Regions from separate parts of the Mus musculus genome. Here region 2 is linked to region 1. A link is a contact called in public promoter capture Hi-C data. All regions are on one chromosome and are shown on one strand. Each heading gives the region's core, a stretch centred on a gene start, on an enhancer-like site or on the middle of the called end of the contact. The rest is flanking DNA. Distances are from core to core; before and after follow the strand shown. Region 1 holds the start of Zc4h2 (zinc finger, C4H2 domain containing). Region 2 holds the start of Arhgef9 (CDC42 guanine nucleotide exchange factor (GEF) 9).

Region 1 (7,050 bases), core at 2,149-4,648:
TCACTAGAAGTTTTTTATACATTAATATGTGATAATAAAAAAGAAAATATAAAAACACAAATTTTCTTTGATCACCAAACATTGTTAAGAAAATTCAGAAGAAAAAGTAGTCATTTCTATCATGTTTTTGCTTGGTACTTCTGTGCTTCCTGGTGTTGCAAAGTTGTTTATTTCTCTACTTGAAATATTTTTGTCACCCTTCTGCACTACCCCTGCTGATAATTCCATCACTTGAGAATGTCTTCTATCTTGAAATACAATATATTACTGCACATAGGATTCTACTCTGGAAGCTCTTTTCCTTCAGCACTTGAACATGCTGTACTCTCTACTAAGTCCTTGGTATTTTTTCTGTTAAGGAAATTGCCTTTCTATTTTTCCCCCATATATATAATTAGGGGATTGCTACTTCTCAGCTGCTTTCCTTAAAAGAATTTTTTTCTTGTTCCTACTTTTCCTGAAGTCTGATTATAATGTGTGTTGGAGTAGATTTAGTTGACTCTTATTACTGTTTGATTAGCTTCTTGAATCTGGAAGTTGTTTTTCTTCAGTAAGGAACAATATTAGTCCTCATTTTCCCAACTATTTATTTCTCCGGTCCTGTTTCTCCTGTCCAAGGACAATTTTTAAACTTAGTAATAACCTCACCGTGATTTCTCTTGCTTTAGGATTAAGCTGCCTCATTTTTTTTTTCCGTCTTCTCTGTCTTACAGTTGAACCTATCTGTTGAGTTTTTAAGGTTGTTTTAAAGATGCCCTTTAGCATCTTCTTTTGTTTTTATTGCTGTTGGTACTTGTCTATTTCCTGTGGTTTGTAATTTTCTTTAACTTAAGGAAGAATGTATTTGGATTTATGGTTTCAGAAGGAAAGTCCATAATGGCAGGAGAGAGATGGCAGCAGGCAGCAAGGACAGGAAGGTAAGAAGCAACCTCAAACAGGAAGCAGAGAGAATTGGTAATGCCCAGTCCTCGAACCTGCTACTCCAGCAAAGCCCTTCCTCCAGCAGTGTTATACTATCACTCCAAATAGCACCATTAACTGGAAACCAAGAATCAAATACCCAAGCCTATTGGGAACTTCCTCATTGAAACCAACACACTGTAATACCTGGCTCTTTGATTGGTGACAAGAAAAATACAAATTGTCATTTACTCCAACTCCAAAAGTCTCTGTAGTCCTTAACGTTTCCAACACTGTTTAAAAGTCCGAAGTTTCTCTGCATTGTGGTTTTTGTATGTTTAAATGCTCCCAGGGTGTTGCAGTTGTTTACAGAGGCACTTACATGATGTATATTTTAAAACTCGTGTTATATTATTCTGAATCTGTGATTTATCAATATTGATATCTATGTAGTTTTTCATTCACGAAGAGTTATTGGTACAGCGTGAAATTTTTCAATAAAAGTTGGATATTCTGGATCTTACTTAAATCTTTTGTCTTAGTAGGCCTTGTGATACTCTCAGCAGAAATCTAGCTTTTACACTGGATCTTTCTTAACAACCAAGTGTTATTGGAGTGGAAATTCATGTTATTGGAGTGGAACTTCAGCCTTCTCTCTAAATCTCTCCTTCTACTATCTAACCTGGTTGAGAAAAGAAGTCATGGCTCCTGACTTGTTCTCCACTGAAAAGGGTCTATTTTCACTGGGGATTAATGACCTTGATCCCAAATAGTCCACTTCTGGGGATAAGATAAACTTATTTTAAAGTCCATGAAGAGAAGACTGAAGTTAGAGACCCTCTATTCAAAGGTCTAAGCTTTTCATTAGTTTCATCCTTAGCATTCTTCTGCACCAAAGAATCTCATTTCCTATCTCCTGATGTCTTTGTAGAAAAAGACAGCAGCAGACCTTCAGTGGGAAACAGAAGAACAGAGCCTTTGTAGGCAGACTCAATTCCTGTGAAAATGTAGCATTGTTAAGCTTCATGAATATAAGAACTCACTCAAATTCTCCAGACCCCCATTTTTCCACTTATGACAAAGGTCACAGGGAACTTGCAAAAATGGATTGAAATGGGGGAGGGGCTGGCATAACAGGGGCTCAATAAATGATCATTTCCTTACTTTGCAAAAGGAAAAACACACAATCCCTCCAAAAGGAAGAAGAAACCAAGATTCTTCACTACCATCACCATGTGTAGATCCCGCAGAGATACCACAAAGGTTAAATCTATTGTCAATTTTGTCAGGGTTAAATTATATGGCCTAATTTTTAACAAAAGATACACTCTATGTCCTTTTTCTTTCTTTTTCCATATGTCTGAAAAACACTACAGATTCAGGGAGTTAGGCACAGCAGGGGAGGCCAACATAGTCAGCATTTGAATTATTATTGTTTTCTTGGCGGGAATAACACTGCAGTATCAAAAACTTGCTCACTGAGTAACCTATTGGAGGTGTGACAATTCTCAGTTTGCCAAACCTCCAGCTCTTGTTCACATCCTCATAGTTCACAACCTTCTTCCAACCCCAGGATAGGAAAAAAAAAAGTGGTGAAAGAGTTACAGGCAAATAAGAACAGCCCACTCCCCAGCTTCATCAGCATCCTCAGACTACAGCCACAGCAAAGTTGCAAACTGAATGAATTGGCCAGTTAAACTTGGCTTTCAAAAGGCTTTCTCAAGCTCTGGGTCATGAGGCTGACAGAAAAATCATTCTCAACTGTTATAAAGCAAGAAGCAAAAAGCGACTTGTTCTAAACAAAAAGAACACTAAAAAAAAAAATACATTTAGTTGTCCTGGTTTATCCCTCTACCTCTATTCTATCTCAGCTACATCTGGGAAGACATCGCCATCTCCACTTCTTCCCTTCTTCCTGGTACACACAACACACACACACACACACACACACACACACACACACACACACTTCCACCAACTACCTCCTCTAGACTTGATTTCAATTTAGCCAAGCCCCTTCATTCTTCACCTCATCTATTAAGTCTGTGATGAATGGACCCCCTTCCAGCTCCTGATTCCCTTTGCAAGTAGCCCAACAATAGATAGTTTTCACCAAACAACAACAACAAAAACAAAAACAAACCAACAACAAGCAGTACTCCTTGCTCCCAGGGATGCCTGGGAAGGGAGGGGTGATCGAGGAGAGTGGAAGGATGCTGCATTAAGCAGTGACCCGCTTACCTGATCTCTTTAATGCTTTCCAATTTGCACATGATTTCTTGTTCATCTGCCATGCTTTTCACTCTCAATTTCACGTCCAGGGAATTGTTTAAAAAAAAAAATGCACCAGCCAAGGCATACAATAGATACAATACAGCCACCTCCTACTGGTTTGTGGCTTTGAGCCTGTGTGGTAAGGGCTTAGAGAAGGCCTGGGAGCTGTAGTCCACAGTTCCGGGGCCAGCCAGGCAACCCGGGTGCCTCTAGAACTACAACTCCCAGAAGGCCAAGCAAAGCATTCCTGTTCCAGTTCCTGTAGCGGCACTTTAAATCAATATGTCACTGATAATTATGTCAAAGATTATAAGCAAAGGAATGAAGATATTTGCCCTACCAATGTGCGGCAAAATGGAGAAAATTTTCTCGAAAGCAGCTAGGAAGATGAGAAACATACCTTTTATCACAAGACTCGGACTCGGGCCTCACGCCTACCCCCACCCCACCCTGTCAACAAATTAAGAAATCATTTATTACAGAATGCCTTGGGCTGGAGAGAAACTGTAGGTGATTTAGCTTCCTAGATGTCAAATTTTCTAGATGCTACCTAGGGATTTGTAGCTTTGACATTGAAATGTAAATAGACTGGAACTGAAAACCGGGGCGGGGGGAGCGGCGGAGACGGGGCTGAACAAGAAAAAGGGGACTCTTCAAAATCAGGAAACCGAGTTGGAGGAAGGACCTCTTTCCTTCTGGTTCCTCATCCACTGAACTATTAGTGTGCTTGTACTTTGCCAGTCAATGAAAGGTTTACTGAGGGAGGCCCTGAAGAGGCAAAGAAAATAAAAGCAAGTTCGTAGCCTTTGTGAAGGAGAGAGTGAAGTATATTGTAAATAGAGCTGTCACAACGCCGAGATAATCAGTGAAACCTGAACATAGAAGGTGTTAATATGTTTTTAAAACTAAGAGTTTTCCAGAGAAGAGTGAGATTTCATGGAAGCAATGGCCTACATGGAGAATGCAAAGGGCAAGTGGTTCAAAGTGCCTGGAATATAGGGTTCTTGAAGTGGTATATTAGAGAGAGAAGTAGAAGCTGTATCAAGAAAAGATAGATTGTAGACACATTTTAAAAATATTTTAGAATGTTTTCTTTGGCTATTTTATGTGTTATACCGTGTATTTCCATCAAATTCACTCCCAAGTTGCTACTCTCCTATCCCTTCCAGAACTATCTCCCTCCTAAATTCATGCATTCTTCCTTTAAGCCATTTTTTGGTGCTACCCGTGCATGCACCGGTGTAGGGCCATCTACTGGAGCATGGACAGTATTATGGAATCAGCATCCCTGAAAAAAAAAACCAAAACAAAACAAAACTGAAGCTCATTCCCTAGCAGCCAGATTTTGAAATACCATGGAGTGTCAGATTAGAGTTTGGAATTCATCCTATAGGCACATAGTTATTCAGTATGCATTTGTGCTTACTGTATGCCAAATAATGTGCAATTATATTTAGAGTATATATCAATTTTTGGTGCTGGAAATTCTACTCAGAACCTTATACATCCTTAGCATGTACTCCACTACTAAGCTACATCTCTAAATTCTAAAGTAAAATAATTTAAAAGCACAGGAGCAATTAAATTGGGGTGATATGAGAAGATGCCAGTGAAAGCAAAGTTTAGAGTTAAAGAAAATGAAAGCTAGTAAGAGGGTATTAGTTATTCAAAGAAGATAGATTCACGTGGAAGCCAGGCTTCAGAAAGGAGTGTGAGAGGTAAGTTAACAAGACTCACCTCCACATTGTCCCTCTCAGCTGCCTGTTGAGGGCCCCGAATCTTTGAGGTACTTTACTAAACTGCAATTCATAGATTTACTAGAGAGAGGAATTTCAGGAAGCAGAATTAGAGATTTCGTGAAAGATATTGTGGTGGTTTGAATAGGAATGGCCACCATAGGCTCTTGTATTTGAATGCTCAGTCCTTATGGAATGGCATTAAGCTCAAGCCAGGCTCTTTCTGCTTCCTGTGAATCCAGATGTAGAACTCTCAGCTGCTTCTGCAGCCACCATCTGCCTGCGTGCCACCATGCTTTCTGCCATGTGGGTAATGAAACATGAAACTGTAAGTAAGACCCAATTGAACGCTTTCCTTTATAAGAATTGGGATGGTCATGTTTCTTCACAGCAATAGAACATTGACTAAGACAGATATTAAGGAGGAAAGGTCCTCAAGAAGAGACCTAGAGCACACATGAGAATATGAATATGGGATTTTCTAAAGGAAAGTCAAAGAAAATGAGATTTCCCCAAATATACACATAGACTCCTTTAGAGAGTCACGATTATTTGTTTTAGCATTAGCCATAAAAACCATTTTGGTGACTCTCAGATAGCATACCAAAAGGTTAAGAAACCATTTGTTTTCTCAGTTTTCCATAAGTGAGATAAGTGAAGTGGCTACTTCACTTGGGTGGAACTATAGTCTGATAAAGTAATAAGATTCATTGTAGTTTGGCACACAAGGTGTTCAGTACGTATCAGTTAGCTATAAATGGGATTCCTGGGAAAGTTTCAAGTTTGTAGGTGTTAAGGGAGAATGCCTGTAAGCAGATGCTAATTGTGCTGTAATTATCAGTTCTATGTTGGTGATGGACTTCAAGTAGACGCCAGGGTGACTCTTCTAGTGAACAGTGTGAATATAGGTGGGAAGGATAGGCAGGAATCGAGGGAGTGGAAACTTCAGCATATGTTGTATAAAAATAGTTTGAATAAAAAAGGTGGAAAATAAAATCCAAATAGGTTCCTGGATGAACATAAAGTACTTTTCAATATGAGGTAGCATTATTTGGGGGAGAAGTGGTCGTTGTAGATGGACATATATGGAAGTAGTTCAAGAATGAACTTAGAAGAACTGTTTCTATTTTTGCCCAATTTGTTTGACAATTTTGCCATGCTAGGAATGGAACTCAGTATTTCTGTATAATAGACAAGTGCTCTTCCAAAGAAGTACATAGGGGGCCTAGTCTTTAAGGTTTTAATATAAATGTATCCATCCTTTTAAAAATGTTGACATAAACCTGGGAGAGTGGGGCCTAAAAATGAGGTAAAGTCTCATGCAATAGCCAACTTTATTCAGGGCATCGGCGATTTATATTCTGGGGGTTAAGCAAGTCATAAGTAAGGTTCACCGGAGTTTAGGCTGTATACAGTCACAAGACCAACCTGTCCTTGGAAACATTTTTGAATGACAAAAGTAAGATGATGGATAATCTGAAGCAAACCCCACTATTTACTACACCTGGGAGAGGCACGAAAGCATGTTAGAAAACCAAATCATGTTATGGAAAAACAAGAGGTTTTAAGACGTTTATCTTGTTTCCTTGCAGTTATCTCACAGTCTCTGAGAATTCTCCTGGCATGGCTTCATTTATAGACGGTGCTCTAACAATTGGCTTTAAATTTTTTCCTACAATATATTTTAATCACATTCTATCCCCTCTTTCAACTCCTCCAAGATGCTTACCGCCTCAATATCCACCCAAATTCAATGTTCTTTCTTTTTCTTTCAGAAAAAAAAAATCAAAGCAAGCAAAAGTCAAAAAGGAAAAAAGAATACCAAACTAAAGCAAACAAAGGAATCCAGAAAATATGGTAACTTGTTTTGTGTTGGCTGACAACTGTTAAACATGGGATGTGATTGATATACTCTATGTCACACCATTGGAGAAAACTGATTTTTTTCTTTCTCCCTGTAGTTATCAATTGAATATAGCTTCTGAGGAAAGGAATTTCGTGCCTTTGTCCCTTTCTCTGTGCTAGGAAATTTTTCTGACTTGAACTTCTTTAGGTCTTATGCATGTAGTCTCTGTGAGTTTAAATGTACATCAATTCATGTTCTATTTGGAAGATGGTATTTTCTTGCAGTCATCTATCA
Region 2 (7,050 bases), core at 2,544-5,043, 490 kb before region 1:
CAAATCAAAGTGGAAAAGCCCCATCTTCATTCTTGTACCTTAAGCACTTAAAAGTGACAGATAAGAGAGAAAAGGACGGGGGGGGGGGGAAAGTTATTTAACAAGGCAGAAAGCAGAGAGAAAAAAAAAAAGAAGGCAAGTTAAATTGCATAGGGTTTTGCTCATCTGGCCTACATTTCTCATTTTCTTCTGTTCCCTTCTCCTGTTGCATGAATTCACATATTTGAAGAACTATGAAGGCTTTCGGATACACACAACTAAGCCACACTAGCACCTTGTTGTCTGTTCCCTAAACTCACTTCTGGCAGCTCTTACGTGCCCTGCCATCTCACCAGTAATATCTCCTGAATTTTTAAAGAATGAGCCTTTTATAGCTTAAATTCCTGATGGGAATGCTCACTCAAAGGACCCCTCTATTCAAGCCTAAAAGGCTTTAGGTGATGAAAATTTATCCAGCCCCAGGGAAAGCTAATCAGAACTGAGGAATTTGATGCTATCTTCATATATTCTTATACCATACATTCTCCGGCCACACTCAGGAGTATTTACAACCATCACCACCACCACCACCACCACTACCACCCAGATGAATATGCACACACATCCAGAAATATACTGGCAGCACCCTACGCACACACCCAAAGGCTTTCTGTCAAAGGTTTTCAGGCATTTCATGACATTATTTAGTCATTAAAAACCTGGGTCAAAAACTAGCTATACAGACTCCTTTTTCTTTTAGTATAAAATAAATCATAATCAAAAGTCAAATGTATTCCACTGTTAAGAGTTCTCATTTCTTGCCCAGGTGGCTAGACCAAAAAAATTATTCTGCAGATACCAGCAACAAGATACAGGTATACCCTTTCCCCCAGTCCTTTTGGTTAATAATTAATTTTCCTTTTCATTCCTCATTCCAGTCCATTCCCCTCTGACTTTGAGTCCTTATGGAGTGCACCAAATCACAGAATGCAAGAACTTATAAGTCACCTAGTTCAAAGATTTCCAATTGCCAATATTATAGGGAGAATCCCAAACTTACTGAGGGAAAAAAAATAAAACAAAACAAAGCTCACTGTCAAACAATCAGTTAACAGATGAAACTTAGGTCTGCAGCTACCCAGCACAGAGCCTTTCCACATTCTCCAACATTGTCTCAAAACTGATATGCAAGCTTCCTTTAAATGTTTCTCTGAAACAAACAGGTAAAAAATAAAAAAATAATCATACTAAGTTCTCATTTCAAAGAGGTTCTTGGTTCCCCACAAGGGGCCCAAAGGATGATAAATCTGCCAGGAAGCTTCCCAGAGCCTGCTTCTATCGTGGTACCAAACAAGGAAGGAAAAAAAATTGTTCAGCTTCTCACCCACACTGAGTCAACTGGAGCACACTCTAAGGTTCAAAGCCTCAACTTAGTGCCATTAAATAATGTTCTCTCGATCTATCAGGACAATTTCAAGGCCCCCTCAATAACCATTTCCAAAGAGACTGAACAAGACTTGAAAATTGACAGCATAATGCTAGCTGATTTGCACATCACACATGAGCAGCCACCCACATGAGTATAGCTAGAAGCATGTGTGTGGGCGTGTATGTGGCATGATTCACTGCTGTATGAGCCAGAAATGGCACCGTTTCAAGTCAGGTAAGCAACGGAATGAGGACTATCTGTCTGCATCATCGAAGAAAAGGAAGGAAAAAAAAACAAATAAAAAAAGCAAATATTATGTACACACTGGCACTAGCAATGACTTTTTACTAGCCTTGCCAAGCGGTATCTCAGCAAAAACAGCAATATAAAAATAATAGTAGTAATAACAACAAGGATCACCACGGCTATATAATACAGACATATCTCACATTTCCCGAGCTTGCATCCCATTATGTATCCTCTTTTGTGTTCAAAGTCTTAATTTAGCACATTATATACTTACAGTTACATGAGTTTCAGAGAGCTCTGTCCTTAAGCAACAAATAAGGAAATCAATCTCACCAGCACTATAAACTTCTGTTTGAAGTAGTTCACGAACACTACTGCAAACAATTTTACCCCAAAGGAGTAATACCCAACACTATTATTTCCAAACTAGAGAAAAAGCTGGATTTTGTTTTCTGGGTGAGACACGGGAGGAAAAAAAATCCTCAAACTGAAATCAAGAGGTGTAATATCTGGGAAAAGGAGCTCAAACATTTTGTTAAAATCCTCTCTTGCTAATTCAAAATATAAAAGAATACTTTTTGTTCTGCTTCATGATTGCAATGAAAACGACACTTACTGCTTTAACGAATGTTTTAACGATGGCAGCTTTCCAAATCAGAAATTGGAAACCCTCAATAGCAAAACTGAAATTCAAAGGACACAGTTAATAAGTGCCAACTCGAGGCACCCCACCGTGCCGCTTCTCAAAATTGTGCCCCTTATTTAGAGAGTATTTTCCATAAATCCATTTCTTGCATAGGTTTTTCGTTCTCTAAACAACCAATGCAAGACTTTCACAGAACACCAAAAAATTCATCATTCTCTTCCACAAATACCAACTCCAACTCCAGCCCCAAACAAACCCAAATGCATTCTGATAGCAAGAGAGAATTTTTGATTAAAATCCCACAGTGAAGTTTAAAGGCAGTTTTTAAAGAATAAGTTTACAAGACATCACAAACAGCGAAGCCACTTTAACAGGACACAGCTTGCTCCACAAACATCACATAGAGAATGCACACAAACATGCACACTTAAATAGAAAACATTTCTTTATCAACAATTTTACTCAAGCAATAAGCAACTCCACTCACAGGCATATTTAAAAGACAAGACATGACAAAAGATTTAGGGAGAGATAATATACCAACGTCATACATATCACAGCGAGGCCATGTTGAAGCTCAAAACGTTTTCCCCCCTGAGTAAGAAAGCTTGTTCTTTTTCTCCCTCTCTTTCCCTGTCTCAGACTGTCTCTCCTGATTTTTTCCCCCTCAGAGGCTCTTGGGATGAAATCAAAGTGAGAGTTCGCAACAGCTCAGGTGGCTGGACTCCATTCAGCGCGTTCCCAAGAAAAACATGAGTATGACATTGACAAGCAGGAGGACTACAATCACGGCAAAAACGACTACAGTTTGCACATCCAGGGTCATGGTGCAATGCAGAACACTGTAGTGTTCCAGGTGGGGGGCCGGCAGATTGGGAGATGTCAATCTCTGTTCTGTCAGACTGTCCATACAGCCACCATGCTAAAAAGGAAAGGAGGAAGTCAGATGGTTAGGGAAGGTCTGGGTTTGGTCCCCGAGTTTGGTCCGGGGGAGGGAAGGGGGTTGGAGGCAGGGGCTTTTGCTTCCCTCCCCCTCTCGGGACTGGGCTGATCTTTCCTCCCTAACTGAGAAATCTTAGCTTAAGCTGAAGGTAGCAGAGTCCAGCATTCTCTCTTGGGCGCCACAGAAAAATCAAAATCCTGCTTTTCAAAAAGAAAGGCAAAATGAACCTATCGGTTCTCCAGAGTCTGTCCGGGCATGCGTCTGTCTGCCTAGCTGGCTACCGGTCAGTCTCAGTCTCCCCTACTCTTTCTAGTTCATCAGCTTCCTAAGATCTCTCTCGTCTGCTAGCTCTCTTCAAGGGATTCCAGGCTACCAGCCACTCTTCCTAGCCTTTCCTAGCTTGCCCTCTCCCTCTCCTCTCCCCACCCCCACCTCAGCCGGTAGGTTGCCTTTTTATTCACGCAGAAACTGGGGGCGCCAGCGTGAGTCTCTGACAGAGACGCTGACAAGAGAACAAGCCAATAGCAGATGCTGCAGCTGCGCATTCAGTGCCCGGAGGCGAGACTTGAGCTGGTGTGCTAGCAACGACAGCCAATCGGAGGACCCAACGCTCACAGAGTCGGCTCTCTCTTCGGGAGCCACCAAAAGCCAGTTTTTACGTGGGGGTGTGGAACTTGTGGGGGAAGGGAGGGTAAGAGACTGAAGGACGAGGAAAAAGACTGAGAAAGAGGGGAGGAAACAAACAGAATCAAATGAAGGGGAACAAGCATAATAAAAGGAGGCAGGCAGAGAAAGTCATGGAAAGGAGAAAGAGAAGGAAAGATGTGATGGAATAAAAGAAGAAATCGAGGATATAGTGAAGAAAGAGAAGGGTGAGGGAAAGGCAGGATAAAGAAAAGAGAGAAATGAGAAGGAATAGAAAATGCAAATAGGTAGGTTGATAGGTAGAAACGAAGCATATAAGTTGGCAGCCCCTATAGTCAATAGGAAGCAATTGTCTTTGGCCACTGCCTAAAACTAAATTGCAGGCCACTGACCGTCAGCAATAAAATCTCACAAATCAGTGTTGTGGGCACAACCATAGGGGCACCAACTTGTTAACAATCCAGTTCCATTTGGCTTTCTCTGCTGTTGTCGCCCTGTCCTGCTCTGAATGTGATTTCATCACACTACAGTTAACAGGCACTCTCCCAGCCCTCTGAGTATGAAGAAAGAAAGCCAGCTATGGGTTAAATAGTTGTTGTATATAAACTTTTCAAGAACTTGCCATCTACTTGTAGCCATTGCTTTGTTCAGTGTTTATAGCTTTGAATGGACACTCAGAGGAGGGTTCAAATGTACTCCTATTTATTTTTGTCTATGTAACGTTCAGGCAATGTCTCCAGGTTTCTGTCTCCTTATTGTTGCATGGGGACTTAAGCTTCCCAGAAAATAAAGTGACCCCAGAAGTCCAACTTCAGAAATATACATGTAAGTTCTACAATGGCCTGGGCCCCAAAGAAAGATGAGCTCCCTTATCTAGATAATCTCTCAGACCCTTTCCTCTTCTTAAGGTTCCTATAGCCTTAGGAATCAACAGATAGTTGACAGCGGAAAGAAGAAACTGGATTAGCCAGAGATATAACAAACTGAATTTTGGAACTGTGAGCATACTATGGACTCTTAAGTGGAATGGGAATTGTTTGCTATTCTCTAGAAATCTGTGAATCTTAGAGAGTCATTATCTTAATTAAATTATTAGAAATTTCGAATGAGTGCAGGTCATAAAAAAATAGTCTCAGTCCCTCCAGATTAGAATAAACTCCAAATGAGACCACACTTTACACATATTGGCCCATAGAACAATCGTTTGTGAATGATTCTTGACAAAACAATAACAAAAAGCCTGAATCAGATCAATCTTTTAGATCTAATTACCAATTACCAAACACACAGCGGACCAAAGAAGGAGGTTACTGCAGTACAGGGATTCTAATTATAAAATGTACACCATGAAAGGCTACAAGATCAATAATCCAGTTTCTCACAAATACATTGATCTCTTCACAAATAACTCAGTTGACCGAGGTGGAACTTGGACACACCTAGGTACTCACATTTGTGATATATGAAACAACTGGAAATCCGAACACAAACCAAATACCTAATGATATTGAAGAATTCTATTAAATGTTTAGACATGATGACAATGTCTAACAACATAGAGGGATTAAGGGGACACCTTTGTGATATGGTTTCTTAAATGTGGCAAAAGCACAAGCCACCAAGGAGAAATTAGTTAAACTTAACAACATCAAAATTTAAAACTTCTGGCTTCATAGGATGCTATCATATATGTGGACCCCTCACCCTTCAAGAAAGGTGAGAAGTCCTTGCAAATAGAGTCAGACTATAGACCTGTATCTAGAATAGAGTTCTTACAATTCACACACACACACACACACACACACACACACACAAATGAAAATAATCCAAGGGTTGGTGAGATGGGTAAGAGAGGAAAGCTCTTGATTCAAAGCCTGACAAATTTGATCCTCAGATGCCACGCAAAGATAGGAGATAAGAACCAACACCACAAATTTATCCTCTGCTCTCCACTTGCATGGCAAAGCACATGCACTCACACTGTAATAATAACTTTTTTAAAAAGAACTATAAGCTAGCTAGGAAGCTCAGCAGATAAAGGCGCTTGCCACTGATCCTGACCAACTGTGCTTGATCCCTGGAATCTACATATTTAAAGGAATGAACCAATTCCCACAAGTATCCTCTGACCTTCGCACAACCCTCCAGTAAATTATAAATAAATAACATAATTAAAAAGAAATATAACCCAATTTAAAATTCATCAAAGGATCTGAATAGCATTTATCCAAAGAAATGGTCAATTAATACATGAAAAGATACTCAACATGGTTAGCCATTAGGGAAATTCAAATAAAATGCAGGAAATGCAAATACAGTATACTCATTACATCATTTTTAGTAGTGAGATACAAAATTTACACTCACTAGGACAGTTTGAAACAAAAAGCCAGATAATGAGCTTAGGGATATAGCTAAATGGTAAGGTACTTGCCTGGAATGCAGGAGACCCTAGGTCTGATCGTACCAAAATTTGAAGCCTTCGTGTAGAATGTACAATGATACATACATCCAGTATGTGAAACAGTCTAAAAGTTCCTCAAAAAGCTAAAAAGAGTAAATATCTGATAAAATAAAATACAATTAAAAATACCTCCACTCCTAGATCTGTTTGTAACAGAAAGGAAAACTAGTTCACACAAAAACGCATACATAAACATCCATAGCAACATTAATTATAATAGCCAAAAAATGAAAAAATTTAAAGCAGCCATCCACTGAATGAATGGGATATATTCATTCAATGAAATTTTCAACCATAAGAAGAAATATTATTTTAAGAGGAAGAAATACACAAAGTTTTTGTATCATTCTGTTTCACTTATCTGAAATATCCATCTATTTAAGATAAATGCTATTCCATAAAGTATCTATTTCAATTATATAAAAATACAAATGTAAATATTAGTTTATGGTATAAAATGAGCTTTTGACAATAGCCAAAACAATTTGAAAAGAAATCTACTTTCTCTTTATTTTCTTTCTTTCTTTCCTCTCAAAATATCTATCTATCTATCTATCTATCTATCTATCTATCTATCTATCTATCTATCTATCTATTGACAGGGTTTCTCTATTATGTGGCTCTGGCTGTCCCAGAGATCCAACTGCCCCTGCCTCCTAGTGCTAGGATTAAAGGTATCCATCACCACACCCAGC

The links. Promoter capture Hi-C pulls out the DNA fragments that hold promoters and counts their contacts.
Region 2: a contact with region 1 is called in a promoter capture Hi-C map of pre-B cells, with 2.4 times the contacts expected there. The contact joins the promoter of Arhgef9 here to the promoter of Zc4h2 in region 1. A contact is called at or near these places in 5 of 39 promoter capture datasets (the 3T3-L1 cell line, 3T3-L1-derived adipocytes, liver and 1 more), 1 of 115 datasets of contacts at active chromatin or transcription factors (stem cell-derived neural progenitor cells) and 1 of 9 other capture datasets (adipose tissue).

The regions. Positions count from the first base shown.
Region 1 is chrX:95,655,111-95,662,160 of GRCm38.p6, forward strand. It overlaps Zc4h2 (zinc finger, C4H2 domain containing), which reads right to left and starts at 3,399. Exons shown (of 5, transcript NM_001003916.2): 1 at 3,142-3,399. The coding sequence starts at 3,194.
Region 2 is chrX:95,162,746-95,169,795 of GRCm38.p6, forward strand. It overlaps Arhgef9 (CDC42 guanine nucleotide exchange factor (GEF) 9), which reads right to left and starts at 3,794. Exons shown (of 10, transcript NM_001290385.1): 1 at 2,855-3,794.